Regions from separate parts of the Zea mays genome. Here all the other regions are linked to region 4. A link is a contact called in public Hi-C data. All regions are on one chromosome and are shown on one strand. Each heading gives the region's core, a stretch centred on a gene start, on an enhancer-like site or on the middle of the called end of the contact. The rest is flanking DNA. Distances are from core to core; before and after follow the strand shown. Region 1 has its middle 18 kb from the start of LOC100276234. Region 2 holds the start of LOC100191489. Region 3 holds the start of LOC100276234. Region 4 holds the start of LOC100279065.

Region 1 (5,867 bases), core at 266-2,765, 190 kb after region 4:
AGCGCGGTAGGAATGAGTAGTGCTAGGAATTGGGCCGTGCCGGGCCAGCTCGGCCTAAGCCCATCGTGCTTCGTGCCAAATGGGTTCGGGCCATTAAAGCGTAAAAGTTTTTTGGGCTGTGCCGTGCTAGCCCGAAGTACAAAAACAGTGACCCAGTCCGGCCCTAAACCACGTCGTGCCTTTGTTGGGCCGTGCCGGCCCAAGCCCGGCCCGTATATTTGACCGCATAATATCAAAATATTACAACCACATAAAGTCCATAGCTTACTAAATTAAAGATATTAAACAATCCTAGCATCATTTGACCACATAAATTCCAAATATCATAACAATATAAAGTCGATATCTTACTAAATTAAAGAAATTAAACAAATTGGACTTAATTGGGCCGTGCCGGCCCAAGTCCGGCCCATCTGTGCGGGTCGTGCTGGGGGCCCGACGGGCTGGAATTTGAGGCCCGGCCTAAGCCCGCCTTCGGGCCGTGCTAGCCCGGCCCATATTATTTTGTGTCGGGCCGTGCTTTGGGCTCCTGTTTTTGGGTCGTGCTCGTGCTGGCCCAAAAAGCCCAGCCATATTCCCAGCACTAGGAATGAGCAATGGCGCGGAGCCGCGGAGGGAGAGGTTTTCGAGGAGCGAAGGGCGCGTAGTGACACATGGGCGGGCGCGACGGGATGCTGGGCGGGGCACGGTGAAGCTGGGTGTGGAGTGTGGATGCCCACGATAGGTACATATAGATTAGTAGAGATTATGTGATCTAAATCTTGTCATTACATTCGAACTATCGTGTTGGACTATTGTATGATCTTGACTTATTGGTATATTGTCATGTTAATTTATGGTCTGTGCAATGTTTGTGGTGTAACTGTTCTATACGTGAACTAAATTTTAGTGAATAATAAGCAATTCATACATCATCTAATAAATATCTATTATCTGACCCCTGTATTCATATCCCGTCTCTAATTATTCATATCTGACCCAGAATTCAATTGAAATACATAAGGTATGATACATGATATCTACTAACGGTCTGTATCCGTCCTATTCTTACCACTAAATTTTATAGTTAAAAGTACTAATTAACGAAATAGAGGAAGATTAGAGCTCTCCTGTACCCGGCGATTTGCTTCTCTCATTCCAGATACCAGGACTCCAGGAGGAGGCAGCGTTGGATCATCTCCGTGAGCCGTACACGAATTACTGGGAAGGAGGGAGAGGAGAAACTCAGGAGGAGGCAGTGTTGGATCATCTCCGTGAGCCTTACACGAATTACTGGGAAGGGGGGAGAGGAGAAACTCAGGACTAGTTTGACAACGAGAAAACCGGAAAGATTTGGATGGGTTAAATTTCCCGTTTTATTCAATTTTGATGTATCAACACGTCTTGGATCGTTAGGAGACCGGCTCCGGTTTTATAGCTCCCAAATAGCCAGTGCAACGTTGGAGCCGGCCTCATACTAGTATGTAAATAAACGAAAACTCGTGATCTTTTATCTTAATTTCAATTCAACACGTCTCTCTCCAAATTATCAAAGTTACACACGAAAACTCGTGATCGCGACATGTTGATCCACTTGCTTATAACACCGCGGAAGCAAAACAAAAGACAGAAAGCTCTCACTGAACCGAGAAAACTACTTTGAACCAAGGTTATGTTGTTCAGCTGTTGAACTGAAAAAAAATCATAAAATACCTGAACCATTTAAACAACTGAAAGAACTAATACTCAATAGAAACCAAAGTACTAGATATCAGCCAATGTACTGAATTAAATAGGAACAAGATGCTGCACTGCACCTAATCCGAATGCGAATGTCTACTTTGTTGTTGACGGTCAGCTGCTGTCGCCTGCTGAAACGAGTTGCTGAAAAAAAATATCCTGCTGCAGGGAACAGATGTAGCAACAACTGCTGCAAAACGAAAACAGAAAGCAAGCTGATATGCTGCTGTTTTATGAACTGAACTGAAGGTGAAACTCAATGCAGCTGAACAACAATTGATCTGTATTCTGTAGCTCCTCTCAATCTGCAGGGCCGAGTTCAGAACAGAGAAACAGCATCACGGGTTCAACGTCGAACTACTGCTGAAATACAAACAGTGAGGAACACAGCTGTCAAGGACCTCCCGACCTAGGGTAGCTGGCCCCTGACTACGGAGTTCGTAGCCACGGTCCGTCGTCGCCGGTGAGGTTTTTCCCCTCAACCGTCGGCTTGTTTTAGAGAGAGATTAGGAAATAATAATCTTGCTTGCTTTATTCCCTGCTGCCATGTGGCTTATAAATAGCCCTATGGCTAACCAACTTCTCCTATAAACTCTCAACTAACTCTTATTTTCTTGGACTTATCTGCTGCCAACTAACTCTCCACAATTCTCTCGTCTCAATCTTATTCTCTAGCCTTATCTTTATTTCTAAATCTATCCACTGGTTGTGGCCTTCTCCTGTGCGCGTTCAGCGCGCTCTGCAGCGCGGCGTGCGTCACGGCGGCGCCTATATGTGCGCCCGCACATGACATCTCTCCCCCCCCCCCTCGAGACCCAGCTCGTCCTCGAGCTGAAAGTCTGGGTACTTGCTGCGGAATTCGTCGAGGTCTTCCCAGGAAGCGGACTCGGCCGGTTCGCCCCTCCAGTGGACGAGAACTTGACGCACGCCTCGCGCCAAGCGTGCCTGAGTAACCTGCATCGGCTCAGGGACCACGGCGCCGTTGTGGATGATTGCTAAGGCAGGCGGGGACGCTGGTGGAACGCCGACAAACTTCTTGAGGACACCCACGTGGAACACATCATGGAGGCGCGCCCCTGGCGGCAAGGCCAGGCGAACGGCGACGTCGTTGATGAGCTCGACGACGCGGTAGGGCCCCACAAAGCGAGGCTTGAGCTTGCCCGTGGTGGTCCTGGGCATTGAAGAAGCTGCCCGCTGCCGAAGACGAAGGAGGACCCAATCCCCTGGCTGGTAGGAGACTTGACGGTGGTGCCGATCGTAGTAAAGCTTCTGGGTCGCCTGGGCCTACTCTAGGCGGTACCGGACCTCCTCCAGGAAGGCCTCCCGAGCCTCCATGTCCCGGGCGACGGCTGCCACCCTCGTCTCCCCCGGCTCATAAGAGCGGATGGAAGGTGGCTCTCGGCCATACACCACTCGAAACGGTGTGTCCCGAAGCGAAGTCTGGTACGCGGTGTTGTAGGTGTACTCAGCCCACGGCAACCAGCGCAGCCATTGGCGGGGGCGATCTCCAGTGAAGCAGCGCAGGTACATCACTATGACTCGGTTGGCGGCTTCCGTCTGGCCGTCCGACTGGGGATGAAAAGCGGACGTCATGTGAAGCTTAGTACCCATAAGCCTCATGAGCTCCTGCCAGAACGTCGAGGTGAATACCGTGTCGCGGTCGGAGACGATGGACTGCGGAACGCCGTGGAGGCGCACAATGTCGGTGAAGAATGCCTGTGCCACCGTCTCTACCGTGTACGGGTGCGCGAGTGGAATGAAGTGGCAGTACTTGCTGAAGCGGTCAACCACGGACAGGATCACCGTCTTCCCATTCACACGGGGTAGCGCCTCCACAAAGTCCAGCGCGATGTCAGCCCAGACCGCCGAGGGCACAGGTAGAGGCAAGAGCAACCCTGCTGGATGGAGATGCTCGGACTTGTACCGCTGACAAGTGGAGCACGCCCGCACAAATTCCTGCACCAAACGTCGCATGTTGGGGAAATGGAAATCACGGCGGAGCCGGTGCAGTGTACGGTGGACGCCCTCATGCCCGTCGCCGTGGACGGGATCCAAAATTTCTTGCAGTAGTGGAGAGGCGGGGGGAATGTATAGGCGCCTCTCGTAGGCGACCATGTCGTCGACGACCGACCAGGGCGCGGTGCGGGTGCCTCGGCGCACCTCGTCGTGGATGGCCACCAGTGCCGGATCGGTAGCTTGGGCGTGACGCAGGCGGCCGATGAAGTCAAAGCGCGGCGCAGAAATGGCCAACACGGCGCCCTCCTCAGTGTCGCGGCGGGAGAGGGCGTCGGCCACCGTGTTCGTAGAGCCTGACCGGTACTCGACGGAGAAGTCGAATCCCAGCAACTTGCCGACCCAATGGTGCTGCGGAATCGTGGCAAGGCGCTGGTCGAGCAAGTATTTGAGACTATAGTGGTCCGTCTTGATGGTGAAACGCCGCCCCCAAAGGTATGGCCGCCAGTGGCGAACGGCCTGTACCAGGCCGATGAGCTCCCGCTCATAAGCTGCGAGGGAGCGGTGACGTGGAGCCACCGGTCGACTGAAGAAAGCAATGGGGTGGCCCTCCTGGACGAGCACCGCGCCGAAGCCGTACGTCGAAGCGTCGCACACTACGACGAACTGCTTGGTGAAGTCAGGGAGCGACAGTACGGGTGCGGATGTCACGGCCTCCTTGAGAGTACTGAAGGCCCCCGCTGCGTCGTCGTTCCATCGGAACCCCTCCTTTTTCAGGAGAGCGGTGAGGGGGGCTGCGATGATGCCATAGTTGTGGACGAATTTCTTGTAGTAGCCTGCGAGCCCGAGGAATCCACGCACCGCCCTGGTCGAGCGCGGTTGCGGCCAATCACGGATGGCCTGCACCTTGGTCGGATCCATGGCCACGCCCGACGCCGAGATGGTGTGGCCGAGGTAGGCGACGGTGTCCACGCCAAAAGCGCACTTGGAACTCTTAACGAAGAGACGGTGCTGTCGGAGCACCGAGAGGACGACGCAGAGGTGGCGCAGGTGGTCCGCCCAGGATGAGCTATAGATCAGAATGTCGTCAAAGAAGACAAGCACAAACCGGCGGAGGTAAGCGCGCAGCACGTTGTTCATGAGAGCTTGGAAGGTGGCTGGCGCGTTGCAGAGTCCGAACGGCATGACCAAAAATTCGAAGAAGGCGTCATGCGTCCGGAATGCTGTTTTGTCGATGTCGGCCGGCCTCATGCGGACTTGGCGGTATCCGGATCGGAGGTCGAGCTTGGTGAAGAAGCTGGCGCCATGGAGCTCGTCCAGTAGCTCGTCGACGACCGGGATGGGGAACGCATCCTTGATGGTTATGGCGTTCAACGCGCGGTAGTCGACGCAGAACCGCCACGAGCCGTCTGGTTTCTTGACCAAGAGCACCGGAGACGAAAATGCGGAGCTGCTGCGCCGAATGAGCCCCTGGTCCAGCATAGCTGTGCACTGACGCTCCAGTTCGTCCTTGTGCAGGGCGGGGTAGCGATATGGGCGTACTGCCACTGGCGGTGCCCCCGGCACCAGGGTGATGCTGTGGTCCCGACTGCGTGGGGGAGGTAGGCCGCGAGGCTCGCTGAAAACGTCGTCGAAGTCCGCCAAGAGCTCGTCGAGGAGCGTACTGGTGGCGGTGGTTGTGCTGACAGCAGCCGGTCGGCAGGCCGCGAGCCCCTGCCAGCAGAACGCCCTGCCCTGGAAGGTGAAGGAGATCGCGTGGTTGCTAAAATCCCACATGATCGGTCCCAGCGCTGCCAGCCATCGGGTGCCCAGGACCACGTCGTAGCCCGCCAAAGGCATGACGTATAGGTCAGCAGGGAAGCAGTGGCCGCCGATGTCCAGTGGTGCGTTGCGGATGACGCCCACACACGCGACGCGCTCCCCATTCGCGACCATTGCCGTGAGGCGTGGCCGGTGTTCGAGGGGCAGGCCCATGCGTGCAGCCGCGGCTTCTGATATGAAGTTGTGGGTGCTGCCCGAATCCAGCATGGCGACGAGGGAGGTGGCCCCCAGCGTGACCTGCAGCTGCATCGTGTTGGTGAACGCCACGCCCGCAAGAGCTTGGAGGGAGAATACCGGGGTCTCCTCAGTCCCGGCATCCTCGACAGCCTCATCTTCCTCCTCCTCAAGGCCCTCCAGTAAGAACAGCCGCTTAC
Region 2 (5,563 bases), core at 1,277-3,776, 220 kb before region 4:
ATTTCATACGTGTACACCTGTCCCATTTGTATGAATGAGTTGAGGCCGAGCCGACCACCAAGCCTAGCATGGCAGCACACCAGGCCCCACGTCCTATCCCAACAAGGCAACATGACAAGGCAACTAGTAGACTAGCAAAAAACAAACCCCTAAAATAACCAGCCATACACTACGCCCTGCCCAGCCGGCCAGTCATCGCACGCCTAGACAACTGTGCTAGCATTGCACACTGGACAACTGCACTAGCATGGCACACTAGCGACTTCACCAGGGATGAGAGCATCGCTGACTACTAGGAGCCTAGGATGACAGTGACGACCATGGATTCTCATGTGCCAACGAACTCGGATGGTGACCAAAGAAGGTGAGCAGACTCCATTTCTCCATTTCTTCTATTAGCCCCGAAGTACTGATTTCTTTTCTGATGGATGGATGAATGGATCATGGTTCATGGATGATTGCTTACCGATGTGGTGATGTTTGAAATCTGGAAAGTTTGTGCTAATTGTGTCTCAGAATTTTTTTCGGAATTTTCCAGCATGTGATTTTTCCGCATCGCCTGTATGTCTCTGGATAAGGATTACTTATTTTTGTATTTTTTGGACGTTTAAAGATTTTTTGGGATAGATGGTGTTGGAAGGCAGTTGAGATTAATCATTTGGTCTCTCAAACAAATCCACCCTTTTCTAAGCGCATGTTATGTATTAGTAATATATAATGATAGAGAGTTGACAGTCTGTCTTTTCCACACACTAGATTTTAGGGCTTTCCTGTGAGGCTGTGAAAAAACTCTTTATGTGAGGAAAAAATATTTCATGAGTAAGCATGCCATGTCAGCTAAATCGAGTGGATATTGTGAATTGTGAACTTTGAGTCTGTGAACTTGTGATCTTTATGAACTTGTTATACTGTGAACTTGTTATATTGTGAACTTGTGATTTTTGTAAACTTTTTATATTATAAATTTGTGATCCTTGTGAACTTGTTATATTGTGAATTTGTTATATCATGAATTGTGAACTTGTGGTCATTGTGATCTTTTGTCAACTTTGTTGTATTGTGAAGTTTGATATGTTTACCGATCGTATTTTAGATTTCGACCGTTACCGATGTGTTTTCCGTACCGACTTTTGTTTCCGATGTTTCCGAAATACCGATATCGTTTCCGTTTCTGGAGTTACCGTTTTCGATTTCGTTTCCGATAAAAAATATGAAAACGATAATGGTTTTAGTGTTTACCGACCGTTTCCGACCGTTTTCATCTCTATGTGCCGTCATAATTCGCGATCATTATACTAGTCTATTTTATAATGTCTTAAAATAATGTAAGCATGTGATATTTACGTCGAAACATAAATAAGAGATTGTTTATAAAATGTTGTCACCGCATGATTTATAATTAATAATGTAAAATGCTTAATCGTACTAATTCCAAAAAATACTTCCTCTATTTTTTATTTAACGTTTTATAGTTTATTTTTGTACCATTTAGCATTAAATATAAAAATATAGTGGTAGTATAAAATTGTATTGGATATGTTCGCGTTCAATTCTTCTTAATATATGGGGTGCCGTTCTCCTGCGTCGAGAAAAAAAATGTTCCCATTCAATAGCGGGTGAGAGAGATAAAAGAAAAAAAAACGTTTCAGCTGTAGGCTTACCGCTGATCAAATCACATTAGGGCTTATTCATTTTACTCTGAATTAAATGGATTTAAATACCAAACAAATTAAAAATCTTTTATAAACTTTTCTAACTCATCCAATCTATATGAGACTTTATTTGGTTAATCCCGTTATTTATAGATTGGATAGTATTAAAAAAATTATAAAGAAATTTAGGGTGTGTTTAGTTTGGCTTTTGCCCCCTAAAAACCAAAAACCAATTAAAGGGCTGGATCCAGGAAGCAGCTTTTTCTAAAAGCCGACTTGCAGTGTAAAACTGAAAGCACCCTTGGACCTGCTTTTAGTGGCTTTTGGATGGAACTGTGAAAACATATATCGAAGAACTTTTAACGACTTTTAGTGGTTTCCACCAAACTGTTTTTAACTTTTTAACAGCTCATAGCCTACACCAGCTTTTTCCACAGCTCATAATAACTTTTTTCACAGCCACAGCCTAACCAAATAGATTCTTAACTTACTTGTTATTTAAATCCATCCAATCTAACTCAATTCATTGAGAGCTAAACGAACAAGTCTCACAATAGAAATAACCGAACCATATAATGGTGGTAACCGACATGGTCTACCTCTGCCAGTCTGGCCCCACGAAGCGTTGAACCCATCCTTCCCTGCCGTCAGTTGAGCCAGCCACCTCTCAGCCCCCACCTCGTCTCACCGCATTCCATGAACGGAGTCCTCCTGCACCTACCGCTGCCGATCCCACTGCCCCACAGATCAGCCGCACATATCTGGCTTCACGATTCAGTCGAGCGTTGTACCCGCCTACGTGCACCGGGCGCATGGGAGCGATCGTTGTGGACCTGTGGCGCGGCGGTGTCCCCCAGCCTCTTCTCTCCCTCTCGCGCGACCTCACAAGCGCGAACCCCACGAAGCCGGAGCCAAGCCACGACGGGTCGACCGGTCGACGGCCCCTCGACCTGCCCGCCTCGCTTCCTCCGACGCCTAGGGTTTTCTACCGGACGCCGCCGCCGCCGCAGCAGCGGCCCGGGATGCAGGTGTGCCCGCGCAGTTAGCCGCCGTCGGACCCACCGCCGCCGCGCGCCATGTCATTCTTGCGGCGGCGAAAGCCGCTGCCGCCCTCTGACGGTGACGAGTCCGACCACGACGACAACGACAAGGGGAAGAAGCCGTCCTCATCCTCCGGGTCGCCGTCCAAGGAGCCCACGAAGCGGACCAAGGCCAAGTGGTCGTGCGTGGACAGCTGCTGCTGGCTGGTCGGGTGCGTGTGCTCCGCCTGGTGGCTGCTGCTCTTTCTATACAACGCGATGCCGGCCTCGTTCCCGCAGTATGTCACCGAGGCCATCACGGGGCCGCTCCCGGACCCGCCCGGGGTCAAGCTGCAGAAGGAGGGGCTGCGAGTTAAGCACCCCGTCGTCTTCGTCCCGGGCATCGTCACCGGGGGCCTGGAGTTATGGGAGGGGCACCACTGCGCCGAGGGGCTCTTCCGCAAGCGGCTATGGGGCGGCACATTTGGTGACGTATACAAGAGGTGCTTTCTCCTCCTTCATTTTTGTTTTGTTTTCGTTTCCGGAATCACAGTAGTCCTCGTGAATTTTTATTGTAACTACCACTGCAGTTGTGTCTGGTTTATGAAAGTTTGTTTGGTTTTTGGTTGGTTGGACTTATCAATTGAATGTTTGTTGCTTATTACATCACTTGTTCTTTAAGTTTACTTTTGGTCGTTGATGTTGTCTTTAGAAAATACAGGTTCAATGTTTTGCTAATGTTGCTCGGAACAGTCCAACGTTACTCTATTATGTACTTTCTATTTTTTTCGTAAATGCCATTGATAGTCAATCGGCCTGGTCTTTTATATATTTGTATTCAAGATTTTAATTCGTATGAGACTTTGAGATGTCTTTTAAGTTTTAAGGAAATTCTTCTTTTGAGAGCCGTGGAGCTATCTCAGGGAAAGAGTTCTCACTGGGATCTCGGCAATGATAATTCCTCTATGTTTTATCTTTTTTTGTTCTTATGCAAGGGTCCAAAAGTTTCTTATATTTGATTTTGGCTTGTGCTTGGTGAGTAGGTTGGTGGCCTGTTTGGTCCCAATCTATCTTTTAGCTATGTGCCTTCTCAAGACCTGAAATGTAGCAGCAAGAACGTCTTACTGCTGTCTTGAATTGATGCGGTGTTTTTTTTTTTTGAGAGAGAGGGCGTTGAGATTTTTGTTAGTATCACCAGTGGAACTTTAAAGTGCGCAACTATGTGCACTTTGGACCTGCATGGAGCTGGTGTCTTGTGAAACTAAAAACACCCAGACTTTTCTTGTACTATTTGCTTCCCACTTACTATTTCTCTCTCATCCTTACTCACATGGGAACTGTTTTTATGTCCTGAAGAAGAGTGATTATTTTCCCTGGTCTTTTTTTTAACGAATTGGTGGGAGCTCTGCCTTTCAATTAAGAGAGGGAAAAGAGTTAGAGTATCTGCATTTTCCCTGGTCTGTTTGGATCCCAGGAACTAAAACAAAAGTGACTAAAGTTTAGTCACTTATGAGCTAAGGATTCAAACAGGAAGAGCTAGAAGTGACTAAAATGATAAAAAATATCAATCTAGTCACTTTTAGCTCTTCATGTTTGGATCTTTAGCTCTAAGTGACTAAACTTTAGTCACTTTTGCTTTAGCTCCTCGGATCCAAACAAATCATGTAGTTTCTAAACTTTCAGAAGAAAACTGGATTTTCCATGAAAAGCTGGAGCTTTTTTGTGTGGTATTAGGCATGCGTAGCAAAATTTCAGAAAGAATTGGTCCCCTCTAGCAGTTCTATCATTCATGTATTGCTTTTCTAGAAATATTCATGTTGCCTGTCATGTATTTTTGTGACAAGTACTGGTCAGAATTTTGACCTTATTATCATTGTGCTGTTGAGCTATCCATGCATACTACAGGGAAAAGAAATGCCTTACACTTTGTATTAAACAGTTACTTATTTCCACTAACATTTTGGCTGGATCAATGTTTTCGGTTGCAAATATTTGGATTCTGTCATTCTGAAATGCACTAAGCCTCATTGGGACTAGCACTATTTTAGCCTAGATACCAGAAAAATGAGGGATAGCAGTTTCACTTTTTCCCTCTCCGTGAGTTGAAATCCAATTTACTATGCTCATCGTGATGAACATAAAGTTTATGAATCTTCCACTTCAGAAGTTGGTTCATTTGCTGTGCTAAGAAATATGAGGACAGGTTCCACAACACATTTTGAGAACATGACATTACAGCTTTATCAAGTTAGTTGTGGTGACCTGTGAACAAATGTGCTTGCTATGCATATCAGTACCTCTTGTATTTCCATTCTTCCCCTAGCAGTGCAGCTAACAATTCTCGAATGAAAAATAACTAAAGCATCTTATGCCATAGCAGTTGTGTCCTTTTTCTATGGCGACTGAGTCTTACTTTCTCTTTCTGGTAAAATCTTCATTTTTTCAGACCTCTATGCTGGGTCGAACATATGTCATTGGACAATGAAACTGGATTAGACAAACCTGGAATAAGGGTCAGGCCGGTCACAGGCCTGGTTGCAGCAGACTATTTTGTCCCTGGATATTTTGTTTGGGCTGTCTTAATTGCCAATTTAGCACGTATTGGATATGAAGAAAAGACCATGTACATGGCTGCATATGATTGGAGGTTATCTTTCCAGAACACTGAGGTACCCTTCTTCGACGGCCTTATACAAGTAAATTTAGTCAGAACTCACCACAGATTGGCTATTTGGTTCCAAAGTTCTGATGCTTGGTGACAGCTCCCACTATGTGTAAATGGTTCTGGTATAGTATGTATTGCCATATCTGTGACGCAGATTACTATATGCAGGTCCGTGATCAAACTTTGAGCAGAATAAAGAGCAACATTGAACTCATGGTAGCAACAAA
Region 3 (5,692 bases), core at 2,799-5,298, 210 kb after region 4:
TCATTTTGAGAACTTTTGGCCTAAACTCCCGGGTTTTTTGGAGGAGGTTGCTGCTTCATGGGATCAACCGGTTCAGTCTTCTTGCCCTCTGGAGAGGGTGTCGATGAAGCTTAAAAGATTAGCGCGAAGGTTGCAGTCCTGGGGGCATAGTGCAGTTGGAAATGTCAATTCTCAGCTGGGGCTGGCTCGCGAGGTGCTGCACAGGTTGGAGATGGCGCAGGACAGCAGGCCGTTGTCCTCAGATGAGCTATGGTTGCTGCAGAAATTGAAACAACACTGCCTTGTCCTTGCTTCTTTGGAAAGGACAGTTGCACGCTTGCATTCCCGGTTGCACTACTTGAGAGATGGAGATGCCAACACAAAAAAATTTCACCTACAGGCTCGCTTCCGCAAGAAGAGAAATTTTATTTCCCATTTGGAGAATGAAGGGAGGACAGTCACCAGCCATGAACAAATGCAGGAGGTTCTGGATGATTTTTTCTCCAATCTTTTGGGTTCTAATATCCAGAGACCATATTCTCTTAACCTAGCTGCTTGCCACATAGACGCTATTGATTTGAGTTCCCTGGAGGCACCTTTCTCTGAGAAGGAGGTTCGCGACACTATTGGTGCTCTCCCATCTGATAAGGCTCCTGGTCCTGATGGGTTTACTGGAAAATTCTACAAATGTTGTTGGCATATTATTAAATCAGATTTGTTGGCAGCCATTAATTCACTCCATCAAGGAAATACTCACAAGTTGGGGATGCTGAATTCAGCTTATTTAACTCTTCTCCCTAAGAAAGTTGATGCCTTGTCTGCAAGAGATTTTAGACCAATTAGCTTAATTCATAGTTTTGCTAAATTGGTCACCAAAATGCTTGCTAATAGATTGGGACCCTATCTGCAGGAGTTGGTGGCATCTAATCAGAGTGCCTTTGTGAGAGGCCGATCGATCCATGATAGTTTTATGTTGGTGCAGCATTCAATTAAAACTCTCCACAAGAGAGTCTCTAGTTTGCTCTTGAAGTTGGATATCTCCAAAGCATTTGACTCGGTCTCTTGGGCCTTCTTGATTGAAGTGCTTTCATATCTTGGGTTTGGTCCTGTGTGGCGAAATATGATTTCCAATATTCTGGCCTCTTCTTCTACGCAAGTGCTTTTGAATGGGTCTCCTGGTATTCCTATGAGGCACCGGAGAGGGCTTCGCCAGGGTGATCCTCTCTCTCCAATGTTGTTCGTATTGGTTATGGATGTTCTCAATAGTCTGTTTAATCTGGCTGAAAATAGGGGGCTGCTGCACAGCTTGGAGGGTGCTAATATCCGAAACAGACTGTCCATTTATGCTGATGACGTGGTCCTTTTTGTTCAACCTTTTGAGGAAGATTTTCAATGTGTCAAAACGATTTTGGACTGCTTTGGTTCAGCCACGGGATTGGTATCTAATTTGCAAAAAAAATTCGTTATCCCAATCAGGTGTAATGAGCAGGCGGTACAGATGGGCTGCAATATTCTTCAATGCACTTCTTCCTCATTTCCTTGCACTTATTTGGGGCTGCCGGTTTCAGATAAAAAGCTCAAAAAATCTGATCTCATGGTTTGGGTCGAGAAAGTTGCAGACCGACTTCCTAATTGGAAGGCTCGGTTGCTTAGTCTTGCTGGCAGGACAGCTATGGTGCGCTTTGTGCTTTCAACCATCCCGATCTACCTTCTCATTGCCATGAAAATCCCCAAGTGGGTGATTAATTCTATACACAAGATTCGGAGAGGATTTATTTGGAAAGGAAGAAAGGAGGTAAATGGTGGCAATTGCCTTGTGTCGTGGGACATTGTTACAAGGCCTTTGGATCTCGGTGGGCTTGGGATTTCTAACCTGCTATAGCAGAGTTGGGCGCTGCAAGCTAAATGGTTATGGTTAGAAAAAACTGATCCTAACAAGTCGTGGTCTGGTTTGGACTTGCCTATTCAACAACTTGTCAAGAGATTCTTTACTTCTTCTATTGTTACCCTGGTTGGTAATGGGTATAATACATTATTTTGGATAGATCGGTGGTTGGATGGGTCTTGTATCCAAGATTTTGCCCCTGCTGTTGTGGCTAATGTTGGGAAACGAGCTATTTCTTCTAGAACGGTGGCCCATGCTCTTCAAAATTGGCAGTGGATCAGTGACATTGAGACCCCTCTTAATTTGCCTGGGCTGCAACAATATCTTAACCTTTGGGATGCATTAAGGGGAGTGGTGCTCACTCAGGAGGCTGATCGACATGTGTGGATTCATTCTTCCTCTGGTCAGTTCTCTTCGAAGTCGTGTTATAGGGCCTTCTTCATGGGTTCGATTACTTTCGAACCATGGAAGAGGTTATGGAAGACTTGGGCTCCACCCAAATGCAATTTTTTTTTCTTTTGTTGGCAATAAGAAATAAATGTTGGACAGCTGATAGACTGCAGAAAAGAGGGTTGGATTATCCTGAGGTTTGTCCTTTATGTGATCAAGATTCAGAGAATATCCAACACCTCCTTTGCACTTGCATTTTTGCGCGGCAATTTTGGTTCTACATTCTCTCTTCATTGGGACTGGCTAATCTTTCCCTTGCCTCTAATGAGTCCACTTTTGCTGACTGGTGGGAGAAGGTGTGTAAGCAAGTGCACAAATCCAAAAGAAGAGGCTTTAACAGTATCATCATCTTGGGGGCTTGGTGTTTATGGCTTCATCGTAATAAGGCGGTTTTTGATGGCGTCAGCCCTTCCATTCATGGAATAAAATCAGTTTTTCTGGATGAGTTTGAGTGCTGGAGGCTTGCCGGTGCTACACATCTTGAGGCTTTGGGTCCTGGTGCTGCAATTTTCAGATCAAGGGTTCTATTGGGGGCTTAGTGAAGAGCAGTTGTGTGGGTGTGTGGCCTGCTGGCACTTATGCTGTTGTCCTTTTGTGTGCTGCTGTTTTCATGCGCAGAAGGAAGCTGCAGTTCTGTGCGTAGCAGAATTGGTGGTCTTGTGTTTGGCCTTTTGTGGTATTGTACTTTGGTCCATTTTGGACTGTTTTCTTCTCTTAATTTAATTATGCGCAGCTCTCCTGCGCGTTCACGAAAAAAAAAGAATGCCATAAATGTATATAGAACAAAAGAAACAAACATTCCAGATGCACCTGCAAATATTTGGTTAGTGTCATGCCGCAACATGCTTTCCGTACATAGAATGATCCTTGGCAATCAAGGAAGCACTAGGGTGACTCAACTCTCGTCACACTGTGAAACCTTTTTATAGCTTCACTACATGCATGTCCAAATTATTATTTATCATCTGGTGTCTTGAAAACAACTTACACCTTTTCATTACTAGTAAGATCACACCAAGCATTAGCAACAACATTTTTTTGTAGCACAATGTTAATGATCCCTACCTTTTCACACTATGAGCGCAGGTATAAAATACAGGACATAGTGACAAATCTCTTGAAATAAATTTAACGGTTCCCATGATTAGCAAGTAGCAACCTGGAGTAATGTGCTTATGCTGTCTGGACCTAAAAGTATCAGCTGCCAATTTCTGAACTGACAAACAGGGGAGACCGTACTGTCCAAATCGGCATCCCACAAAAGGTTCAACCTATACTATGGTTGTTCGCCGCATCAATACTAAAAGATTGAGCCTAGAATGGACTCGCCGCATCCAATCCAGTGAATCAACTTATACTAGAGACACATATACAAACGCACAGCTCAATTTTCTTCAGTTCATCGGGAAATTCAGGAAAGAGTTTGTGTTCAATGTCCCCAATCAAGGCAATCGAAAACAAAATCCGTAAACCTCGTTGATTAAAAATAAGTAAAAGCAGAACATACCACCTCTCCAGGGTCTCTGGAGCTCCGCACAGCCGTCAGCAGGCGCTGCCGGAAGGAGACGGAGAGAACCCTAGAGGCGCTGGAGAGCGAGACGAGGCCGCGCAGGGAGACAGCCGAAAAGGAGCAGAACGCGGGAGAGGCCGGAGGCCTGCGGAGTCTGTCCGTGGGGCGCAGGGACGGTGACGACGCCATATTTTTGCGCCGGGTCACAAAGGAGAAAGGACTATGCTCCTATGGCTGAGCCGCTGGGCGCTGATGTAGTGATGTTGCTAGATGCTAGCAAAAGGGGCTTCGGAGGTAGGCGTTGTGACTTGCCAGCTCGGTAACAAGATTAGGGCTCGTTTGACAGTAATAATGTTTCTTATAACCATAATTTTTACAATATTATATTTTATAATAGTTATGATAATACTATAATTTTAGTAAGCTCTAAGAATATTATGATGTTGAGAAACATTATTTAGATACAATATTGTAGACCATGATATCCTGTTTGGTATGGCTAACTGTGTCACACTTTGCTTAAGGTTAGTCGTCCGAATTGAAGACCTAACCTTAGGCAGAAAAGTTGGGCAAAATGTGGCAAGTTAGACAGCGAACCAAAATAGAACCATAATATTTAGGCAAAAAAACTATACATGCCATAAAAACTTTGGATTCGAATGAAGTTTATAATACTCAAAAAATACTATAATATCTAGAATACTATGATTTTGAAAACATTTCTATATATTAAACACGGGACCAAATCTGCAACGATAGACTATCCACCCCACTTCTTTTTCCATGTGCCATTGCATTCCACATCAACGGCGTCAAGGAAGCGATGTTGCACTGAGGTTCGACCCCAGTTCTGGCCGAGCAGGTAGATGGACATCACAACCTCGAGCATGGCTTGACCTGCTCCTATCCCTTCTTCAGCATCTAGTGTGACCATAAGCATCATACACTACCGGAATTGTCAGCTTTGCCGAGTGCCTAAACCACTCGGCAAAGCCTTAAAAACACTCGGTAAACTCTTTGTCGAGTGTCGCACTCGGCAAAGAGGGCTCGACATACAGTGCATCGGCAAAGCCGTCTTTGTCGAGTACTTTTCTTGGGCACTCGGCAAAGTGGTTTGCCGAGTGCCAGAGAACACTCGGCAAAGAAAAGCAGCTGTTACGGCGCCGGTTGACGGAGACGGCATCTTTGCCGAGTGTCCCATGTGACACTCGACAAAGACGGCTCCTTTGCCGAGTGTTTCCTAATACACTCGGCAAAGAATTTACCTCTTTGCCGAGTGTCTACTACCTGCACTCGGCAAAGGAGCCGCCAGATGGGTCCCCATGTCAGGTACTTTGCCGAGTGCTTAGTATGGCACTCGGCAAAGCGTGCTTCTTTACCGAGTGCCAGAGCCATTACACTCGGCAAAGAACCTATACCGGTGCCCAGGTCTTGGTTCTTTGCCGAGTGCTATGGTCCTGACACTCGGCAAAGCACCACTTTGCCGAGTGTCACACTCGGCAAAGTGACCAGTACATACCTTTTTTATTTGTTTTCCCTATTTCATCCAAAGAAACAAAAGATATTCACAGATATCACATATATACATCACAGATCATCACAGACATATATAGCCAACACAAACAGTATTAACACAAATTCTGACATAAGTATTCAACATAAGTTGAGAGGTGTTGGGGACTTGTTCTCAAATGCTAAGAATTAAGAACAAGGCAACATAGAAAATGTTAAGTGTAAAAGTCCTTCGTCCTCCATAACATTATATCCCATTGGAATATAAAGCATCTCGGACGAAGGTTACGAAGGACGAACCTTCGTAAGCGTGACAACGAGGAACGAAGCATTCATATAAATCATGAGATATGAAA
Region 4 (6,036 bases), core at 1,913-4,412:
ACTAACTTACTTTTATGAGAGTTTGAAACAATGCATTGTCTGAAATTTGTACTGCTTGGCTGAGACCAGATATCAGAGGCCTACATGAAGCACCAACAAAAAAGAAAGTAAAGTTTCATAAATCATTGCTGACAAAAGGATGGGTCTAGGCAGAGATATACTACTAGCCTCAGCCACACCGTCTTCTCTTCCACCGATGCTAGATTCCACTGTCATCAAAGTCCTGTCACTCTCTTTTCCTCCCATGTATACGAAGTGATGATCAGCTTGATGCACTTTCTCACCAGAGAAGGAGATAGAGAGATCCTACAAACATGTAAAAATGCATCCAATTTGCATTATAATATAATAGTACCAAACCTTCTGATACTTAAATCCATTATATGGATCAACAATAAATTTGGATTAACTATAAAAAATCCAGGTTATATAAACTTCATGAAATGCTGAAACAATGTAATAAGCTCAGGGCATACACAAAAATACAACACGATTGGAAATAAACTATTGCTAATAAAAGCTCAACCAAGGGGCAAAGACACCCTGAGGGCCTGTTTGGTAACAATGTTTTTTAAAACCATAGTTCTACAATACTATACATTGCAATTGTCATGACAATACCATAGTTTTGGTCACTTCCAAGAATACCGTAGTTTTGCAATATTGTATGGATACAATAATGTAAACCATAGTATTTAGACAAAAGCTAGCCATGCCATGAAAACTTTGGGTTGGAGCGGAGTTTTAAATACTCCAAAAATATCATGGTATCTAAAATACCATGGCTTTGAAACATAATTTTTAGGATTGCAACCAAACACCTCATGGCATAAAATACTTAAATATTCCTATAAACCATGGTATTGCTTAGAAACTATAAAAATACCTTGCTTCCAAACAGGCCCTAAAGGCATTGCTTCAAAGGTCAAGACTCAAGAAAAGGCACCTGACAGCTTGTTCTTACCGGTAAGAGGGCATGGTTGCCACAAGCACTCATGCTTTTGGGGAACACAGCAAGGGGCCTTTTTGTGCGAACCAGGGTTTGAGCCCTGGTTGGTAGCCTCACAACTGGAGGACTTGTCCTTATGCTACAAGAATGTTCACTGCCCAGACCAAACAGTCTTTATGTATAAATTTAGGCATAACAGAGGCGACTCTAGAAAGATTCGGAAGAGAAATTTCCGAAATTGGTCGTTGATCAAATCCAGCGTATGGAAGTCTAGCATTGGCTAATTGCTAGACTAAATAGAGAGATAAGGGCACTACTCTAGTCAATGGTGAGAGGCAATAAGAAGGTTGCAGTTTTGATCTGGCAGTACTCAGTAAGGAATTCTTATGTATAAGCCCAAGCAATGAACACAGAGATTAATCGTATTAACTAGGGGTGCAAATGATACAGATATTTTCTGACCGTATCCAAGTTTGAATCCGTATAGAAGAGTACAGATCCATCCATACCCATGTTCTGATGTTCACACACACGCACCCACATGCCCCCCCCCCCCCCCCCCCCCACACACACATGACACAAGAACTATCCGACACAGTTGACACCATCGGTATTTGAATCCGAAACCAAGACTGTAGCTATCTGACTGTTTGCACCCCTAGTATTAACTACCATATGCACACCTATGGCTAGTAAAGACCATGACCATTGATGACAAAGACAAAAGGTGTCTATATGAGACCATAGACATATACGGGAGAAGAAAACGAAGGTGCACAAACAGCCTACAGAAACCAACTGCCAATAGAGTAATAGACAGTAACATTAGAGCTAGTGTCTCTTTGTAAGCCAACTGCCAATACCTGTCCGTCTGTACCGAAAGCTTCTCATTGGTACCTATCTAATGAAGTTCCATAGAACAGTATAAATGTAACATATCAGGTGCAAGTCAACCTATTGGTGCAAACCAACAAAAGAATGGAGGTGGGAGAACCTTTTAAAAAAAATCATATAAAAAAGGTCTTGCCACCTCCATTCTTGTCTCCATTCTTGTGTTGGTTTGCAAGTTTTGCACCAATAGATTGGTTTGCACTTGATATGCTCCCTAACTCAAATGGTCCAACCTAACAGATCCAAAACCAGATTATTTTTGCTAGGCCGGTCTCTTATATCTCCCAGCTATTTCATTAAAATGATTTTTTATACAATCCAAACTAAAAGGATCACAACAGAATGCAGGTCCCATCAGATATCTGTTAAACCATTGCGGTCCTAATCCCACTGAGTGAAATTACAGCTGGAAATTACTAGGCTCGCAAAATGCATTGCTACAATTGGGAATGCTAAGGGTAATAAATTCTATGAAAAGGGGCATCTGATAAACAAATTCAGAAAATCGTGATGCTTTCTGCAACGAGACCACCGAGCTTGCAAGTAACTGAACAAGTAGGCTGAGAGCATGTTTATTCATCATGACAAGTTGGGATAAGACATTTAGGTGACTCTCCAGGAGCTGTTGATCATGACTCAGGAGGGTGAACAACATAGGCGTATCAAATAATAACAGCTACCATTGCACATAAAAATCCTAATTATTTACCTTCAAATCGGCGTCTTTGTCATTGCCAGGGAGGGCGAACCAGCCGCCCGCCAAGATCTTGACGACGCCGAGGAGCAAGCACACGCCGCAGAAGGCGAGGAACAGCATGTTCCCGAGCTTCCTCCTCTCGCGGATCCCCAGACCAAGTCCGACCGCGCTGCCGCCGGAGACCGGCGGCTTGAAGAGCCGGAACCGGAGGTGCTGGTTCTGCTGGCTCTGGTGGAGGAGGAGGCCGCTACCGGACGACTCCACGGAGTCCGAGGGAGGGCTCCCCAACCCGTCGCACCTCGGCGAGCGCGGAGAGCCGATCTGGAGCTCGATCTCGCCGCCCCCGCCGCGCTTGAACGAGCTGGCCCGGCGCGTCATGGAGCCTCCGCCGGCCATGCGGGGGCTGTGCAGGCGCTGCTGCTGGTGGTGGCGCAAGTGGTCTCCGCCGCCGCCGCCGCCGGAGCCTGATGTCCCGGCACCGGCTGTCCCGCCGTTGCCGTGCATGGGCTGGTACCCCATGTGGATGCGATGCAGCCTCCCAGGCCGACCTCTGAAGTGGCAGTAGCCTTTCCTTCCCAGACCCCACGTGGTCTCGGCACTTATGGCAAAATTAGGGGAGGCGCCATTAATGGAGCTCGGTGGGGAGGTGAGGACTGAACTCGAGGAGCGAGCGAAGACCGCGTAGTGGGAAAAAAGGAGACGGGACACGGGAGTGAGGAGACAGACACACAGGGAAACGGTCAGACGTGGCACTGCAATTACGGCCTTGCCATTTGGACGCGTCGGCGCTCGTTCTCGTTCGCATGCAGAAATTTGAGAAACTTCCATTTCGTCCGAGATCTCGTCTTGATCTCTCAGCTGCGGTAGTAACTGCGGACTCTGACAAAGGGAGGAAAAGATCAGCTCAGGTGGGCCGCGTGGTTCGAAAAACAGCTTCCGCTAGATTCTCGGATAAAGCTGCTTTCTAGAATAGATCTCTGTATCGATTGGTTGGAAGGAGCGAACACGGAAGATGAAGGGTATTTAGAGGGTGTTTGAATGCACTAGAGATACTTCCTCCAGTGCAGTAAAGGTAGTCGTTTAGGACATAATTGTGCATACCAAGGAGTGATTAATTATCATAGAGTTTTCCCTGTTTGCCCCTATTAAATAGGGATATGAGTGCATTAATGTCACTAAAACAATCAGGCTTGATTGGTTGCTGCAGCAGCTCCAAGGCATTCTAGACTGGAGGTCTCAAGTTCGATTCCTCTTAAATGCATCTTTTTTTGTGCAATTACTAGGGGCAATAACGTCCAAATCCCAGACCCACGCGCGCTATGACTTCTTTTTGTGCACGCTCGGTCACGCGCAGGATGACTTCTTTTACTGCACCGGAGGGAGTAATAGTTAGTGGTTAAAATTAGCTAGAGATATTCAAACACCTTAGCTTATAGTTTAGCTATTAGCTATTTTTAGTAAATTAACTACTAGTTAGCTAACTATCTGTTAGCTAGCTAATTCTACTAGTATATTTTTAGCTAATTAACTATTAGCTCTAGTGCATTCAAACACTCCCTTAGATGCACTATAGATAATAGTTAGTTGACTAAAAAATTCTAGTATAATTAGCTAATTAACAAATAGTTAGTTAAGAGCATCTTCAAAAGATTAGTCAATTAACTCGTCAAGCCAAATTTTGGCTACTTAGTAGCAAAATAAATCTCCAACCGACTAACAATGTGACTCGTCAAGCTATTTGACTCTTTAAATTGGTTCCGTCACTGGCCAAACTTGGCTAGCCACTCTGACTAGTCAAACTAGATCCTGTTGGACTGATGAGATGCTACATATAAAGTGTAATCTTTATGAAAAGATAAATATAGAGTCAAATAGAGAGCCAAAAATTAAGAGTCGCTTGGAGATGCTCTAACTAGTAGCTAATTTACTAAAATAACTAATAGCTAAACTATTAGCTAGTGTTTGGATGACTTTAGCTAATTTTAGCCACTAACTATTATCTCTAGTGCATTCAAACACCACCTAAGACTAAAAAAGTGAGTTGGCAGTGAGTAGGGCCAACTTTTTTACAATCTAGCCCTTTTGGGTTTTTTTTTGCACAATTATGCCCTTTGCAGTTTCATTTTAAAAAATGGACCCCCCGGCTCGGCGCCATTATATCGCCGAGCTAACGTGTGACGGCGCCAACATTGATGGTGCCTGACTGGGTGACGTGGATGGTGAGGTGGTGGGGGTCGGCGCCATGGATCTTGGCGTCGACCCCTGGTACCGGCAGAATCGTGTCAGGGGGTCGGCGCCATAGATCTTGGCGCCGACCCCCTTTATACCGCGCGGGGTCACCTTCTTCCCCGTTTTTCTCACTCTTGAAACCACGTCGCTGCCTCGCCGCCCACAGGCCCACGCCGGCCGGCCCGCCACCCACGCGCCCCGTGGCCCCGCCACCCCGCCGTCATCCGACCTCGCCCCGCCGTCACCACGCCACCGTTGCCCCGGGCCGCTGTCGTCCGACCTCGCCCCCGGCCATCTAGGTAATTTTTTGAGTATTTAGTTAGTATTTTTAGTTATTGTGTTAACATTTTTGTTAGGTATGTTAGTTTTGTTGCTATAATTAGTTGTTTGTTGAATGTGAGTGTCATGAAAATGAATGTGATAAATGCGAATTTGATCGAATATGATGAATGTGAGTTGAATGTGCAGGTTTTAGTATCCTCCCCGTGCAGGGGAGGTGCTGTCAAAATTTATACTTAGTTATTAAGTAGTTAGTTATAAGGTGGTTAGTATTTTAGTGGGTTGTGGTTATAGTTATAGTTATGTAGCTAGTTATTAGTGGGTTGTGGTTAGGCAATAACCATCCATAGTGGATATTGAATGTTTAATTCGTGTTTCAAATAGATGGACAATTTTATGAGCTTATATCATGGAGGCAATGTGGAAGAAGATCCCTATGAAAATGCCAAGTTCATTGACATGCGACACATGTCTGTACTATTTGTTGGTAGACCCTCCTTGAGCGATGTGTTTACAAAGGCTAAACAAAAGCTAGGTTACCATGAAGATGATGACATTGCGGTTGATGGAGTGCTTAACATTGGTCATCCACCAAATGTCATAAGACGAGTCATCCCAATTGATTCTCAACTGGATTGGGATAATTACGTTACTTCGGCTATGAAGACCTAGTTGCAACTCATGGAGGTTATGATGCGGTCGGTTGTAGTAGATCGTCCCCCTGAAGACTATGATCGTGCTGTGGATGACGTGCCAACTGTGCCTGATGCTCAATCTGGCCCTAATTTGATCCCATTAAGTCAGCCAGGAGATGGCCTACAGACATATTCTGCTGCGTGTATCCCTTTGGCATAAACCAATTGCAGTAAGTTTCATTAGCATTACATCTTCATTTTGGACCATGAGCACTTTGCTCATTCCATTTGACGTGGGACTGATGATCTTGTACATGTTGCAGGAGAGACCGCTGCTCTTGTGGTTGATCCTTAGA

The links. A called contact is a pair of places that touch in the nucleus more often than the background predicts.
Region 1: a Hi-C map of leaf shows a contact between it and region 4, with 6 times the contacts expected there. The contact joins the enhancer-like site here to the promoter of LOC100279065 in region 4. A contact is called at or near these places in 10 of 25 Hi-C or Micro-C datasets (bundle sheath, ear, leaf and 3 more) and 1 of 3 datasets of contacts at active chromatin or transcription factors (leaf).
Region 2: a contact with region 4 is called in a Hi-C map of tassel, with 9 times the contacts expected there. The contact joins the promoter of LOC100191489 here to the promoter of LOC100279065 in region 4. A contact is called at or near these places in 6 of 25 Hi-C or Micro-C datasets (bundle sheath, ear, leaf and 2 more).
Region 3: a Hi-C map of endosperm shows a contact between it and region 4, with 4 times the contacts expected there. The contact joins the promoter of LOC100276234 here to the promoter of LOC100279065 in region 4. A contact is called at or near these places in 4 of 25 Hi-C or Micro-C datasets (bundle sheath, endosperm, leaf and 1 more).

The regions. Positions count from the first base shown.
Region 1 is chr7:127,440,554-127,446,420 of Zm-B73-REFERENCE-NAM-5.0, reverse strand. It overlaps a transcript of LOC100276234 not described here. Among protein-coding and RNA genes, the nearest start is that of LOC100276234, 18 kb to the right of the region's middle. Within about 2 kb of position 1,515, at least 2 of the 20 cell types and tissues checked have an H3K27ac peak or open chromatin away from gene starts, as enhancers often do. A contact at or near this core is called in leaf, where this site is marked.
Region 2 is chr7:127,852,915-127,858,477 of Zm-B73-REFERENCE-NAM-5.0, reverse strand. LOC100191489 reads left to right here and starts at 2,526. Exons shown (of 6, transcript NM_001136921.1): 1 at 2,526-3,174; 2 at 5,118-5,340; 3 at 5,505-5,563. The coding sequence starts at 2,729.
Region 3 is chr7:127,423,756-127,429,447 of Zm-B73-REFERENCE-NAM-5.0, reverse strand. It overlaps LOC100276234, which reads right to left and starts at 4,048. Exons shown (of 8, transcript NM_001150072.1): 1 at 3,822-4,048. The coding sequence starts at 4,013.
Region 4 is chr7:127,632,542-127,638,577 of Zm-B73-REFERENCE-NAM-5.0, reverse strand. It overlaps LOC100279065, which reads right to left and starts at 3,162. Exons shown (of 9, transcript NM_001354577.1): 1 at 2,550-3,162; 2 at 169-306; 3 at 11-80. The coding sequence starts at 3,056.